5 separate regions of the Mus musculus genome follow, and all the other regions are linked to region 2. A link is a contact called in public Hi-C and HiChIP or PLAC-seq data. All regions are on one chromosome and are shown on one strand. The core of a region is the stretch at or near the end of the contact, and the rest is flanking DNA. Distances in the headings are between cores, read along the strand shown. Region 1 overlaps Rreb1 (ras responsive element binding protein 1). Region 2 has its middle 19 kb from the start of Gm40918. Region 3 overlaps Rreb1 (ras responsive element binding protein 1). Region 4 holds the start of Lncbate6 (a long non-coding RNA gene). Region 5 has its middle 7.1 kb from the start of Gm47754.

The links. A called contact is a pair of places that touch in the nucleus more often than the background predicts. HiChIP or PLAC-seq counts read pairs in DNA pulled down with a chosen protein or histone mark.
Region 1: a contact with region 2 is called in an H3K27ac HiChIP or PLAC-seq map of hepatocytes, with 6 times the contacts expected there. The contact joins two enhancer-like sites. A contact is called at or near these places in 1 of 15 datasets of contacts at CTCF or cohesin (large pre-B cells), 3 of 484 Hi-C or Micro-C datasets (the P5424 cell line, embryonic stem cells and liver), 2 of 115 datasets of contacts at active chromatin or transcription factors (hepatocytes and liver) and 1 of 9 other capture datasets (embryonic stem cells).
Region 3: a Hi-C map of liver shows a contact between it and region 2, with 2.6 times the contacts expected there. The contact joins two enhancer-like sites. A contact is called at or near these places in 2 of 484 Hi-C or Micro-C datasets (both in liver) and 3 of 115 datasets of contacts at active chromatin or transcription factors (hepatocytes, microglia and pancreatic cancer cells).
Region 4: a Hi-C map of bone marrow-derived macrophages shows a contact between it and region 2, with 43 read pairs. The contact joins the promoter of Lncbate6 here to the enhancer-like site in region 2. A contact is called at or near these places in 10 of 484 Hi-C or Micro-C datasets (the HL-1 cell line, the HPC-7 cell line, Sertoli cells and 5 more), 5 of 115 datasets of contacts at active chromatin or transcription factors (acute myeloid leukemia, embryonic stem cells, extraembryonic endoderm stem cells and 2 more) and 1 of 9 other capture datasets (embryonic stem cells).
Region 5: a Hi-C map of bone marrow-derived macrophages shows a contact between it and region 2, with 40 read pairs. The contact joins two enhancer-like sites. A contact is called at or near these places in 1 of 484 Hi-C or Micro-C datasets (bone marrow-derived macrophages), 1 of 115 datasets of contacts at active chromatin or transcription factors (bone marrow-derived macrophages) and 1 of 9 other capture datasets (embryonic stem cells).

What each region holds. Positions count from the first base shown.
Region 1 is chr13:37,940,818-37,943,517 of GRCm38.p6, reverse strand. It overlaps Rreb1 (ras responsive element binding protein 1), which reads right to left. Exons shown (of 12, transcript NM_001177869.1): 10 at 1,814-1,975. Among named protein-coding and RNA genes, the nearest start is that of Gm52041, 24 kb to the left of the region's middle. Within about 2 kb of position 1,402, at least 34 of the 459 cell types and tissues checked have an H3K27ac peak or open chromatin away from gene starts, as enhancers often do. A contact at or near this core is called in hepatocytes and liver, where this site is marked.
Region 2 is chr13:37,714,654-37,717,353 of GRCm38.p6, reverse strand. No RefSeq gene overlaps it. Among named protein-coding and RNA genes, the nearest start is that of Gm40918, 19 kb to the left of the region's middle. Within about 2 kb of position 1,408, at least 44 of the 459 cell types and tissues checked have an H3K27ac peak or open chromatin away from gene starts, as enhancers often do. A contact at or near this core is called in bone marrow-derived macrophages, hepatocytes, liver and 1 more, where this site is marked.
Region 3 is chr13:37,901,907-37,904,686 of GRCm38.p6, reverse strand. All of the region lies in intron 5 of Rreb1 (ras responsive element binding protein 1), which reads right to left. Among named protein-coding and RNA genes, the nearest start is that of Rreb1, 14 kb to the right of the region's middle. Within about 2 kb of position 1,491, at least 8 of the 459 cell types and tissues checked have an H3K27ac peak or open chromatin away from gene starts, as enhancers often do. A contact at or near this core is called in hepatocytes and liver, where this site is marked.
Region 4 is chr13:37,538,819-37,541,518 of GRCm38.p6, reverse strand. Lncbate6 (a long non-coding RNA gene) reads right to left here and starts at 1,383. Exons shown (of 3, transcript XR_382205.2): 1 at 111-1,383.
Region 5 is chr13:37,572,637-37,575,336 of GRCm38.p6, reverse strand. No RefSeq gene overlaps it. Among named protein-coding and RNA genes, the nearest start is that of Gm47754, 7.1 kb to the left of the region's middle. Within about 2 kb of position 1,401, at least 10 of the 459 cell types and tissues checked have an H3K27ac peak or open chromatin away from gene starts, as enhancers often do. A contact at or near this core is called in bone marrow-derived macrophages, where this site is marked.

The DNA.
Region 1 (2,700 bases), core at 153-2,652, 230 kb before region 2:
TTCTCCCACCTCAGCCTGTCCTCTCTCTCTCTCACCATGGGCTGTATCTACAATTAAACCAAACACTTCTCTCTTTGATAGTTCTTTTCTAAGAGGCTTTGTGCCTTTAAGAAAATCTATATAACTTCTGGGGCAGGGCCTTGGAAAAAGAAAACCTGTAATTGTAAACTTAAAAAATAAATACGCCCACAGGCTAACACTTGTGCCAAAGCTAAGCTCAAACCATAAATTCTGACCGAGCTCTGGCGTCAGCAGAGTTCCTGTGAACAGCCTCCTGGATGAGCAGGGTACAGTGCCTGAGACTCTTCTGAGGACATGGGTTCCCACCCCAAAGCACCCCCCCCCCTGTCAGCTGCCTTCCCTTTTGAACTGGTTTGGGGAGAATCACAGGACCTTTCTGTAAAGCAGGCTGTAAGAAAATGTTCCAGTCTAATGGGTACTGTGGCAATGATGGTTAAACATTATCAGGATGGTCTGTGGCAAAGACAGCTGCTGCAGTGCCTTGGGCTTCCAGCCGCTTGGGAAGCGGATCAGGCTTAGCTCACAGGGACTCAACCATTGCAGGCTACCTGTCCTCACTCCCAGATCCTAGGGAATTGTGTGGAAATAGAAGTTGGGGGTTGGGGGTGCAGTGTGGTTAGCAAACCAGCTGTGGCATTCTTGCCCGAACAAGAGGGTCTAACCTGGGCAGAAGGACCCAGCAAGCCCAAGGCATTCCATTGCTCTCACTGGTCTGAATAAGCAGTGTGGTGGGAAGGGTAAAGGTGTCTTACCCACTGGGGTCAGCTCTCCCAGATAGCCAGTCCACTGTGATGTGTCAACACTGAGGTCAGGACAAGGGGGTCAGGGGTTGGAATCAATGACTGTCACTCTATCCACACTGACTCCTAGGTTCAGGGTGCCACTCTCCAAACTACACAGCACTCCATCCCACCAAAGTTTGAGAAGTCACGAGAGACAACTGCAACCCTAGATGAACACATTAGAGGCTGGCTTGGATCCCAGAAATGGGCAAACGCTAACTTTCAACACCCACGGAGCCTGAAGCCTGTGTGTGCAATGCCCTCCCTGCTACTGCTACCAAGTGGCCTGAGGCAGCTTACTTTTTTGTACGGTGTGTTTTGGTAGGGCTAGCAAACTCTAGCAGTTAGACCATGGAAGTGTATTAAATAGAGGACTTGAGTAAATACAGAAGGTGATGGGGGCAGCGGGCAGAAAAGGAACGGAGCAGCGTTAATTACTCTGTAAGGGCCGAGGGAGGAGGCACACATCAGCACAGGAGCATAATACCCGGACAGGTCAAGCAGAGTTGTGATTAAGAAGGACATGCACAGTGCTGTCTCAAACAAGGACAGATTTATACAGGGAGGAGTTATTGAGAAGAAAAGCCCCGCCTTGCCCCGCCTCAACCCGCCTCCCAACTAAAAGCTTGGAGGGCCACAGTTCTTGCAGTACTGAGTCCACTGGGCAAGGGCTGCTCACGAAAGCTGCAGGATCTGGGTCCCCCAGACTTCAGAGCTTCGTGTTTCCTTCAGGGGTTTAAGTCAGGAGCCGAAAGCGCACAATATCCGGCTCATCCTATCTTCCAGGATCAGAGCAATGGCAATTTTAGGAAGGAAGGTGCTGGATCCCCCCCTGGCAGCTGCAAAGTCCCCTGGGGCACTGACACTGTTTCCCCAGCTCACACAGTCTCGGCAGGGGCTAGGCCCCCTGAGCTGTAGCTGCTCAGTGCTCCGCCCCAGCTTACACAGCCTTAACCGAGTTCTGGGGAGCACCCTCCTCTCTCTGGTTCTCCATCACCTAGAGTTTCTACCTGTGCTATCATGGGATCCAACATCACTCTCTTTTGGGGGAATAAGCCCGTTTCTTCTCAGGGAGCAGGTGGTAACTCCGTGTTTGCGCAACTGGTGCCGCTCACAGTTAGATTTGGTAGAAAAGAAGGCATCGCATTTTTGACAAGGGAAGGGTTTCTGACCTGAAGCAGGAAAAAAAAATACGCATTTATCTGGCTTTCTACTGCAATGAAAAAGAAAAGTTGCTTTTGATTTACTCTTCTGGGATTGCTGGCATTTGTTCAACCCTCCACCCTTTCCTTTTAAGAAAATAAGAGAAACATACTTAACAAAAAGAAACAGAAACTGAGAGACAATGACTAAAATAATCATTTTCCCTTAGCCTTCATGTAATGGAAGGAGTTGTCATCAAGAGACTAAAAATAAGTTAACAATGAAACCAAGATACATGTGTTTGAAGCAAGACAATAAAAACTGTTAACACCACAACATTTCTAAGGCACAGCAAGCAATACCTAAATGAACCAGAGAAAAAGCACTACTGGATAGCCTGGCAGGTAGAACTGAGAGGGTGAGGAGATGGACCTGGGCGTGTGTGTAGGGGGGAGGGGGGAGGGCGGGGGAGGGGGGGAGCAGGCTCAAGTCTCCCAATGGGAGGCAACCTTCAAGGCCCATATTGAGAAGTCAGAGTGAGCCTCCCTCTAGTGTGGCAAGCAACAAGATTCATGGTTCCCAGGTTTTCATTCTTCCTTTGTATGGGCTAAGGGAGTGACCAACACAGGCAAGTGTGCATCAGGCTATGTACTCTGCTCCACAGAGGCACGAGCAAGGCCAGCCCAAACCCTAGGCCAGCACTACAAACACGGTGATGATGCGTTGGCAGGAGAAGCCCTCTTTCTGTCCCAGG
Region 2 (2,700 bases), core at 159-2,658:
AGTCGGGGGTGGGGGTAGGGGTGGGGTCATGGGAGGGTGGTGGTGGTGGAGGGGGTATCCATTCAGTTGCCCTCAAATGGTCCAAACCTGAGTGGAACTCTAAGCTGGAGGCTAGAAGTACCATAGGCTTCATCTTGAAAGTCTCCTGAGGAGAGCCAAAGTCAGTTACTGGTGAGTAGAAGCAGGAGCAGGAAGCAGGAGCAGGAAGCAGGGTGCCCGAGGGTGGTATTCCACATCAGGTGTTACTGGGTGGCCTATCTATGGGTGTCATTTACAACACACACCATCTGGCAGCTTCACCTCTTAACTAGTCTTGCTAAGAACATGGTGAACTCTTAAAGTCCTCATTTAAAAATGCTCCACAAACAAAAAGCTCAGGGCCTTGGGGGCAAAGCCTTGGCCTTTTTGTTTGCAGATCTGTTTGAGACAGAGGGTTTCATGTGCAATTCAGGAGCACAGGTGCCTTCTGCAGAAGGCTGGCTTAACAAGACCCACCTGCTATGACAGGGCACCAAGGCTAGAGTCTGGGAGACTGGGTAAAAGGTAACAGAAATAGTAAGGGCCTGGGTCTAAGATGGAATGGTTGCTGGAGAGGGGAGGAGACAATTAGACAATGTAGCCAGTTGGTCTTGGGTGTGTGTGAGGAAGAGGAAGTTGGGAAGAGCCCAGGCTGTCTGGTTGTTTGAGCATCACGTTTTGGTAGGTGCCCAGGATGAAGAGGATAAGAGTGGTGAATTTGGGTAGCTAGTTGGGACAATGAAGGAAATGACTGCAGTGTTGGATCCGGGAGCCTAGGATCCAGAGGCAGGTCTGGAGATAAGGTTTATGAGTCATGCTATGCAGGTAGCAGTTGAAGCTGTGGGTGGGATAGCCCAGGGGACTGTGTGTAAGGAGACAGGCTGGAGAGGGTAGGTGAAGACCTGAGAAACCACAGCTGCTTTCCGTTCCGATTCAAATCCTACTCAAGTCCTTTGTCCCATGATCCTCATCCAAACCCACAGCCCACATCGATTGCGTCATCCTTCACTCCTCCCAGGAATCTGAGTTTCTTGTCATGTTCCACCTAACGTGGGACCGCACTGAGTTGTCTTGGGGCCAACAAAGGTATTTTTTGTTCTTTGCTGCTAGGGTTTGCTTTTTGCCTTTGAAACCTGTTGCTAGGTCTAATGAAAGCATGGCTCTCATTTGGGGTGGGGGTGGGGGGGTCTCATTTCTGCTTCCTCCAAATCAGTTAGCCCTGGGCACAAATCCTCCCTATGTGTGTTTTGATGGGCCCCCTGCTACAGGAGCTTCATTAAAGATTCTGGTTCGGTGAACGTTTTGATTAGAGGACAAAGCTCAGGTCCCCTAGAAAGAGTTCACAATCCATTTCCTCCTTGCCAACACTGGGGCTCAGGGCTGACTCAGTAAGTCAATATGTCTCGGGTCTGCTTGGTGGATCCCAAACCCCGTTTCGGAGAGCAATCTGGAAGGAGAGATAGTCGTCTGTGCCCTTACTTTTAAGCAGATGGCCAGTGGTTTATTTTTTACTACAAATTAGTTAGACGGTGATGCTGGACAGTAGAGCATGGGAATCATTGTTTATTTTGGGAAAAAAATTAAGATTCCATTAATCCAGCTGTAATGGGGGATCAGTACTGGAAAGACTGGTTAGGGACCTTCATGAGCCAGGTTGCTGGAAGGAAGGATGGCTCAGAAGCACTGCTCAGTGCTTTCTCTGCTAACTGGGGTTATCTGCCAGCGAAGGTGCAGCTGATCCCTGGGACATTTGCACCAGGCAGTTTCTGAACTTTAACCTACTGTCGCAATCAGGATTCTGTGTGCGTATGTGGGAGTCACAGGATCTGGGCCCCCAAGCAGGGGTTACTAGACTACAGGCATGCTCTGACTGTACCTGGCCCAGGCTGCAAAGGGTGCCATGGCCTGTGGGTTAGTTCTTGTGTATAAACAGGGGCTGGGCATCCAGTGAGACACCGTGACTCCTGGAGAAGGCAGTGTGATTCAGAGAGCTTGGTCTCTCCACGGGGGCTCCCCTCTGCTCCAGGGGCAGAGGTTGACAGTGTTTGTGACAACGATTGGGTCGTCCTATTGTTTGCTCATCTGGCTGTGTGCTCTGAGTGTGCACTCTTGGTTGTTTGTTTTTTCCTCCAGAGATTTTAGATGATTTTCCTTCCTGCCCAAGCTGTCTGTGGACCGACAGTGTGAATCACAAGGTGATTGCCCTGCATTCACCATGCAGAGCACCCAGACGTGTTTCAGCTGAACAAGTGCTGGGAGTTCCAGCTTTGCAAAGTCAGGGCTGATACTTGCTTGGCACTGGCAGGCGTTTCCACCCTTTGCTTCTGCCCAGAGTTCTCCTTTTTCTCTGCACTACCCCTCTGTCGTGCTTGCCACCATCCTTCCTCCTCCTCTGGATTCTTTAGCCCAAGGATGCACAGTGGCTTTCTTTGAACTGACTGAAGTTTTCCATGCTGCAAGTTAGGAGGATATTTGTCCCTAGCCTACATACCCAAACTCATTTCAGCCTTTCTGTATCCTTTTAGGTTTAAAGGCATCTCAGGAAGCAGATGAGCAACTCCATTTAGGACAGTGCCATTACTACTAGTAGACCCTACTCTGTCTCTTGTTACTTCTTCATATATGTGACATTTGTAACAGTGGGTAATGTAATCTCACTTTTTTTTTTTTTAATTTCACTTT
Region 3 (2,780 bases), core at 242-2,741, 190 kb before region 2:
TTTCCCCTACATTCGCCTCACCTGGAGGGTGTGTTCTGGCTTGCTTTCCCAAGTTTGATTTGGAAGGCATGCACTGTTTAATCCAAATTTTCAACATGAGAGCATCTGATAAAGCATTTGGGAAAGCCAGAAGCTGGAGCCATAGTGAGGGTTCTGTAAATTATTTTCCGTACTTGACGGGAGACTCTTATTCTCCTCACAAACCAAGCTATAGGTTTGGAATAGGGTAGTTCTAGGGAGCTGGGGAGAAGATCTAGCTGATAACTGCTTGCTGGACAAGAATAGGAGCTGAGTTTGGATCCCCAGCATCCACAGACAGAGCCGAGTCTGGCAGCGCACACTGGCAGGTCCAGTACTGAGGAGGAAGAGACAGGCAGGTCCCTGGAGCTCGCTGGCTGGGCCAGATAGCCTAGTTGGATCGGTGAGCTCCAGGTTCCTGGAGACCTGTGTCAAAAAGTAAGGTAAAGAGCAAGTCAGGTCCTGAAGAAGGTACCAGACAATTTCAGGCCTCCACCAGCTTATGTAAAAATCCATAAGAATATAAGCACCACACACACACACACACACACACACACATTTTCCAACCTAAACAGCATGAGCACTTACAGGATAGGAACAACATATGATAATACTTTATTCAAAAACTCTTTTCCCTCTGGCGTGGTGACACACACCTTTAATCCCAGCACTTGGGAGGCAGAGGCAGGCGGATTTCTGAGTTCGAGGCCAGCCTGGTCTACAGAGTGAGTTCCAGGACAGCCAGGGCTATACACAGACACCCTGTCTCAAAAAACCAACCAACCAAACAAACAAAAAAACAAAACAAAAAAATCCCTCTTTTCCCTAAGCTTTCTCATAATTTCTTTACTCTATCTACCTTTAGTTTTAAGATAGCATACTATGTTGGGCGTCCTGTTATGCATACGTAGTATTAGTACCTGGGAGGTGCCAGGAAGATGGCATGAGCCCTAGAGTCCTGGACAGCATACTGGATAGTCAATGAGTAACTGACCCACACACATCCATACACAAAACAAACCATGTCAATTTACTCAGTGTAATCAAAGTCTAAGAAATACAGGCTCTATGGTTGCTGCGAAGCAACTGTCGATGTGACTACCCATAACAGTTTAGTATTTAGTATGCTAGCTCACTGTGTTTATTTTACTAATGTAACAATCATACAGAGAAGGGACTGAGCAGCCTTAAAATCAAGGTTAACCAACACATTCCAAAATAGCTAGTGACCAAGGAAGAGAGAAGTATTCCATTGAAGGCACCTGGATAGCTGCTAAGAATACCCTGAACTCTGGATCCTTAGAGTTTGTGTTGTGAGATTTGTCAACCTCCCACCCCCACCCCAGGTGTTAGCAAAAAGGAAAAAAAAAAAAAAAAAAAAAAAAAAACTGGAATGGAGCCTAGACCCCTCTCACAGGCAACTGCCGGGAGGTCAGAGTTCACCTGCAAGGCCAATGTATTCATGGAGGCACATCACACACACAGCCTTCAGAGCAGGAGGGGAAGGCAGTGTCCTCAGTGACACTGTATCCTTCTCTCTCTTCCTCGGAGAAACGGAATGCTACATGGAACAGTCTGCTAAGTCCATGTAATGACAACAGCAACTGAAATACAGAAAACCATTCCAGGAGAAATGCAGGACAGCACTCTGGTCTCAAATACAGCTTCTCAGTTGACTGCTTTCCTCTAACCATGTTTATCATAAGAACCTCGGTATCACCCCTGTTCTAAATCCCTCACACATCCCAGCGCAGTTGTGGCTCCTGATCAATGTAGCTCGGATCTGTGCTTACGAGAGGTCCCAGCTCACCACCAAAGTCTCAGATCCTGGAATAGATCGACCCATGCAAATACATCTAACTCCACTCTGACACATTTTTGTGAATATTTTCACATTTTTCCCCCAAAATACAGCTCTGCCAACAAATGAAGGTGGTAATGACTTTGTGATTGATTAGCAAAAGTCAAATATTCTTTTAACCCAGCATTTACAAGTTTTGGCAGGAAAGACAAAATAAATGTAGCATTATGACCTTAAATCAGTCATAGGGAGAAATCTGGGAAGACATATTTGTGGGCTAAAACAGCATATTCCTAAATAACCAATACATTAAAGAAGAAATCATGAGATAAATTAGAAAATACATGGAGGTAAATGGCAAAAAAATATAGTATACAAAACTTATGGATCCACCTGACATGGTGGCACACACCTTTAATCCTAGGCAGAGACAGTCAGATCTCTGTGAGTTCAAGACCAGCCTGCCCTACACAGTTCTAGACAACAAGAATCCCCTCTTCACTCCTCCAGCCCCAAAGTATGGAAATGCAGTTATTACTGCCTGTATTCAAAATATCTTCAAGTCTACAATCTAATCCCATACTTGACAACACCTGAAAAAGGAAGAAGAGAGCCTGGAGCGAGAGGAAGGGTGAAATGATGCTTAGGCCCAAACTGTGGAAATAGAAAAAAAAATAAAGAGGAAAACGTCAGTAGAACTAGAACAAAGCCCTCTCTACAGTAAATCCCATAATTAGGGCTAGAGAGATGGCTCTGGGTTCAGAGAGCTTGCTGCCCTTGCAGGACTCCAGGTCCAGTTCTCAGCATCCATACACTGGCTCACGGGGCCTGTGACTACAATTACACGGGGATCCAAACTCCTCCTGGCCTCCACAAACATGGTACACATAAAACTCATGCCGTACACACACTCACCAACACATGAAGTAACAAATAAAAGCACAAACAATAACAAAAAATG
Region 4 (2,700 bases), core at 134-2,633, 180 kb after region 2:
GCTGGACACCTCCTCCTCCTCCTCCTCCTCCTCCTCCTCCTCCTCCTCCTCCTCCTCCTCCTCCTCTTCTAGTCTCGGGATACCAAGGAGCTAGAATGGCAAGCACTTACCACTGTCTGTGCCTGGTGTGCCTCATTTTCGGAAGTCTCCAGCAGTCTGGCTGTAGAGGTTGCAGTGGGATCAGGCTTCTTTCCAGTTCCCTCTCTGACCCTTCCCCATTTCTTCCACAGAGCCTGGGGCTCTGGGCTCCTCTTCCTCCTCCCACAGTCTGTCTCCTGTGGTGTTAAATTTCACCCACACTGGGGTCTTTGTTAAACTGACCTTCATTGTATTTCCTCGTAGCTTTGCCTGACCACAGATGCTGGCCAGAGGCAGGAAACAGAGCTGTCCTTCAGAATGGACCCCAGTGGCATCCATGTCCCATGCTGTGATCATTGTACTGAGGTGTGGCTGCAGAGAGCATCCCTGGCTGGCCACCGGTGGGCACTCATATATTCAGATCTACTTCTCTGTGTGCAAGCACAGGTGTGTGTCCCTCTGCATATGTGTTAGTGCCTGGGGAGCTGAGAGTGACACTGAGCATCTTCTTCAACTACTTTCCTCATTAAAACACACACACACACACACACACACACATACACACACACACACTTATTGTTATATATATGGGTGTTTTGCATGCTCGAGTGTCTTTGCATCACATACATTCCTGATGACCCTGAAGGCCAGGAGAGGACATTGGATCTCCAAGAACTAGAATTACAGATGGTTGTGAGCATCCATGTTGGATGCTGGGACTTGGACCCAGGTCCTCTGGATGAGCAGCTGATGCTCAAAACCTTCAGCTCCATCCTCCTTACTTTTTAGAGAGAGGGCCTCTCAGTGAATCTGGAGCTCCATTTTTGACAGACCTTGGGAACAAGCCCCAATGATCCCGCTGCCTCTTCATCCCCAGTCCTGGGATCACAGGCGCAGCACTGCACTTAGCTCTTATGGGGGTGCAGGGGATCGTGCAAGCACTTTACATACTGAGCTGTTTCCCCAGGTCCCTCAAGTCTGCTTTTCTTAAATGAAAAACCAAACAAAACTCGTTGCGCAGTGAGAGATACGAACACTGAGTGGTGTTGAAGGTGAAGGCCAGTCCTGCCCCAGTTGACTTGGTACCCTTGTTACATGCTCTCATTGGCTAACTGAGTTAGGTGGCTGCTATTTCTCCAAGGACTCTAATTTTCAGTGTTCTGTTACCTGCAGTTACAAATACGCTCATATCAGACAATGCAGTTATAAAGCAAGACAGCAAACGCAAAGGATTACTGTGGTTTATTTTTTGTGTCTTTTGAGATGTGATCTTGCTCTGTAGCCTTGAGGAGCCTAGAGCTCACTATGTAAACCAGGCTGGCCTCAAACTCAGAGAGATTTACCGTCTCTGCCTCCCAAGTGCTAAGTTTAAAGGCATGTACCACCATGCCTGGCTTCTGATTCATTTTAATATTTAAAATTTATTATTATTATTATTATTTTTACAGTGTTAAGGGTTCAGCCTAGGGTCCCGAAGGTGGTAGGCATGTACTTTCCTGGGCTACATCTCCTATTCCTACTTGTTTTTTCTTTTTTAATTTTATTTACTTTATTTGGCTTTGTTTGTTTATGCACAAAAAATGGTTTGCCAGCATGTATGCATGTGTATCATGGGCATACGTGGTACCTGTGGAAGTCAGAAGAGGGCGTCAGATCCCCTGGAACTGGAGTTACAGATGGTTGTGAGTAGCCATGTGGGTGCTAGGACTTGAACCCAGGTCCTCTGCAAGAACAGTAAGCACAACTAACTGCTGAGCCATCTTTCTAGCTCTCTACTCTGAGTTTTTTCTTAAATGCAAAATTTATCTTCAGAAGTGACTAGGAAACTTTTAGAAATAGATCCACAATTTTTCCTTTGGATATAATAGATTCTGAACTGATCCAGCATATACACACTATTTATGTTTCAGAATTAGACCCTTTGAGCCCCCCTGGAAAGTGCATATCCTTTATTGGGAAGGGGGGCAAAGAGTCTCTACTGGTGTAGTAGCAGTGGTGTGTGTGTGTGCGTGTGCGTGTGCTTGTGTGTGTGTGTGTGTGTGTGTGTGTGTGTATGTGTATGTGTGTGTGTGTGTGTGTGTGCACCAGCTCGTGTGAGAAGCAGGAATAGAGGGAGAATTCATCTGGATCATGTGCAAGGAACATAGGATTATGATATTATTTCTGCCTAATGAGGAACCTGCAATGCTAACAGAACAATATTATAGTGTAAAATAGGCCTGCCAGAGAAAGAGGGTGATGGGGACACCTGTCAGTCAGTTAACGCGGGCTGAAAGGGCTTATGGGAAACTATTCCGGAGGAGCTGGCATCTGGCCTGTAGATTGGCTAGTCTTATGGTGGTGACAAAGTGCCCCATGTAAAGAACTTGAGGGAAGATTTGCTGATGCTCACAGCTTCGGAGGCGTCAGTCTGTGGCTGCTTGGCTCCATTCTCTTGACAGAGCATCGTGAAGGTGGGAGGGCGGGATGAAAAAGCTTCTTCATGGCAGAAGCTGAGAGATGGGTACAGGAAGGACCAGGTCAAGATACAACACCACAGAGTCACCCACGGCGACCTAATACTCCGGCTGGTAGCAGCCTCTTACTTTTTGTAGCATCTCCAAGCCATGCTTCCAAATTATA
Region 5 (2,700 bases), core at 152-2,651, 140 kb after region 2:
GCAAGCTGAATAAGGCAGGGAAAGCAACCCAGTAAACAACAGCCCTTCGTGGCCTCTGCATCAGCTCCTGCCTCTAGATTCCTGCCCTGTGTGAGTCCCAGTCCTGACTTCCTTTGGTGATGAACAGCAATGTGGAACTGTAAGCTGAATAAACCCTTTCCTCCCCAACTTGGTCATGATGTTTTGTGGAGGAATAGAAACCCTGACTTAGACAGTGGATTATTAGCTCATTTGCTTTTCGGAAGCCACATTTTCTACTGTTACCCAGGTCCAGTGGCACTCGTCTAGACCTATCTCATACACTCAAGATATGCCCATCCTCACAGGGCTGCTGGTGGTGAGGGAGTTCTCAAAGATAAAAGAAACAGACTGGGCTCTCTACTCAGAGTTTCAGGTTCCTGTGGGCATCGAGGAAAACAGACAGGAGACAAAGCCAGGGTATGGAGGATGTTCATTACAGAGCAAAAAACTACATTGAAGGGCAAGTTAAGACTTCTTGACAGAAATAACACTGAGTTTCTGATAGCTTGCTTTACGGACAAATTTAATTTAATGGGGAAAGTGGATGGGAAGGTAGGATGCCTGTGTAGTTGTTTCCTCAAAATCTCAACATTCCCTTCTAAGGGAGGAAAGAGTCTCTTAAAGCTAAAAGGCCCACAAAACTTACAAGCCTCCTCAAACCCAGTGTTAGAAGATGCACATGGCCTGTCCTCTCCCCGAGGTCAGACAAGCAGTAAACAGTTTCTGGGGTGGGGGTGGGGGAGATTTTCTTCAGTGGCGCTCCCTGCAGGTTGTGCAGGGTCCAGCAGTGAGGTGTTCTCAGCCCTCATCCATGCTGGGTGGGCTGTGTAGTGAGGCAGTTCCCTTGAGTCATCTGTCCTTCCATCACAAGCCATTGCCAGGTAATCACAATACGTTCCTTCCCTCACCAAGTTAGACTGGGGTGGAGTTGTTTCTTGGACCTGCCCTGGATGCCCTATCTGAGATGAGGAGACATCTGTTCCTGCCTCTCCAGAAAAATCAGGCAGCACAGAGAATTCCACAAATAGGGCTTAGTAAGACTTGCTTCCCTTTCCTGTCCTTAGATGGGTTTCTCAGGGGGCACCAGGCACATGACGGGAACAGGCAGTTTTGCTAGACAAACAGCATGGAGAACTGTTCCTATGGAACGAAGGAGAGCTGTGGTGGTCTTGTGGGCCATGGTGGGGTGATATGATACTGTTCCTACCTACATCTGCCTGGAACCACCTTGCATTTTGCACCCCTTATCTCTCTGTCTATCTAGATACTTGGATAGATACCACAAAATAAAATCGACGGGAACAGAAAACAGAAGGAACAAGCAAGCAGCAAGCCCGTTTGGGTGTTTCCTTTCTTTTAGACCCAGCCTAACTCGCCTGGTTCTTTAAAGATATGCTTAGTCAACAAGACAGCTGCCTGCATCTAGCTGCAGAAAACACGAAGCTGAACATCGTGGAATTTCTTTTAGAGGGAACACTGAACAATTGACTCACAACAACAGGGTCCACTCCCAGACAGATCTGTTTTGCCCTTCAGCCAGCAAGTTGCTCTGGGCTTTCCCAGTACCATCATCTGAATGCTCAGAGGTAGCTAGCGTTCCAGGGTCAGATCTGGACCATGCAGAAAGCATGCTTTGAGAGTTTACCTCCTGAAGTGTCGCCAGTATCCAGTATCTCTTTTTTTTTCATGGACTGAGCTGTTCCAAGGCTTTTCATATCAGTTGGAATGTCGTGAATTTCATTTTCATGAAAGATAAATGAAATTGTAAACTGGGTACAAATTTAATCTTTTTTCCCCCCTGATATTGAAATTCCTCATTATCTGCCCTTCCCTGTTCTCCCTCCTATTTCTTTTTCCTTTTCTTTTTTCTTGTAAGAGGCTGTCTGTGATAGAATAACTGGTTTTTCCCGGAATGGCTAATACATAATAAAAAGAACACCATTCACTAATAACAATTTGTTGATTGTTCCCTGAACCCCTGGGAGGTGTGTGGAGACTGAGATTTCTGTCCGCAGCAAAGGGAGTGTGGCTGTGTGGTAGGCCTTATGTCAAGGCCAACTAGGAACTCAAAACGGAGGTATGTTGATCCTATAGAAAGCCAGTCTTCTCTCTGCCCTGCCCCCTCCAACTCAGGTGACTGTAGAGTCTACCAGCATGTTAGCTCTGCTTATCCAAATATTCTATGCTAGTGTTTGTCCCTAGGCGTCAGGGAGGCCAGGAAATGAAAATGAGTCTGCTGGACACCCAGGAGAGCTGATAACTTATTAAGGAAGGGGATGGGGACTGGGGGATTGGGGATTGTAGGAGGTCTGTGGGGGTAGCCAGTGGGGAAGAAACCATGTGTACTGATTAGGAGCGATTAGGAAAAAGAACTCAGCAAGCACCAAGAGGAATTAAGGAAATCAGGAAACTTCTTAAATTAGAAGTGGGATTAGAGAATGTATCAGGGAAGGGAGATTTGATCTCAGAGTATCCCTGTGCTAAGAGGCTTTCGGGGTTGCTTGAGAGTGGGTTCAAGACCTGCTGCGTATTAGAGTGGCACCAAATCAGGTTGCCCTGAAAGAGCTATCTCTTGAAATGGGAGTTAAATAAAGGGTCATTTGGCAGCTAACCTGGAACAGTGGTGGTTGTCACTGACAACACAGCACATCAAGGTGGAAGCAAGAGTTGGAGTACAGA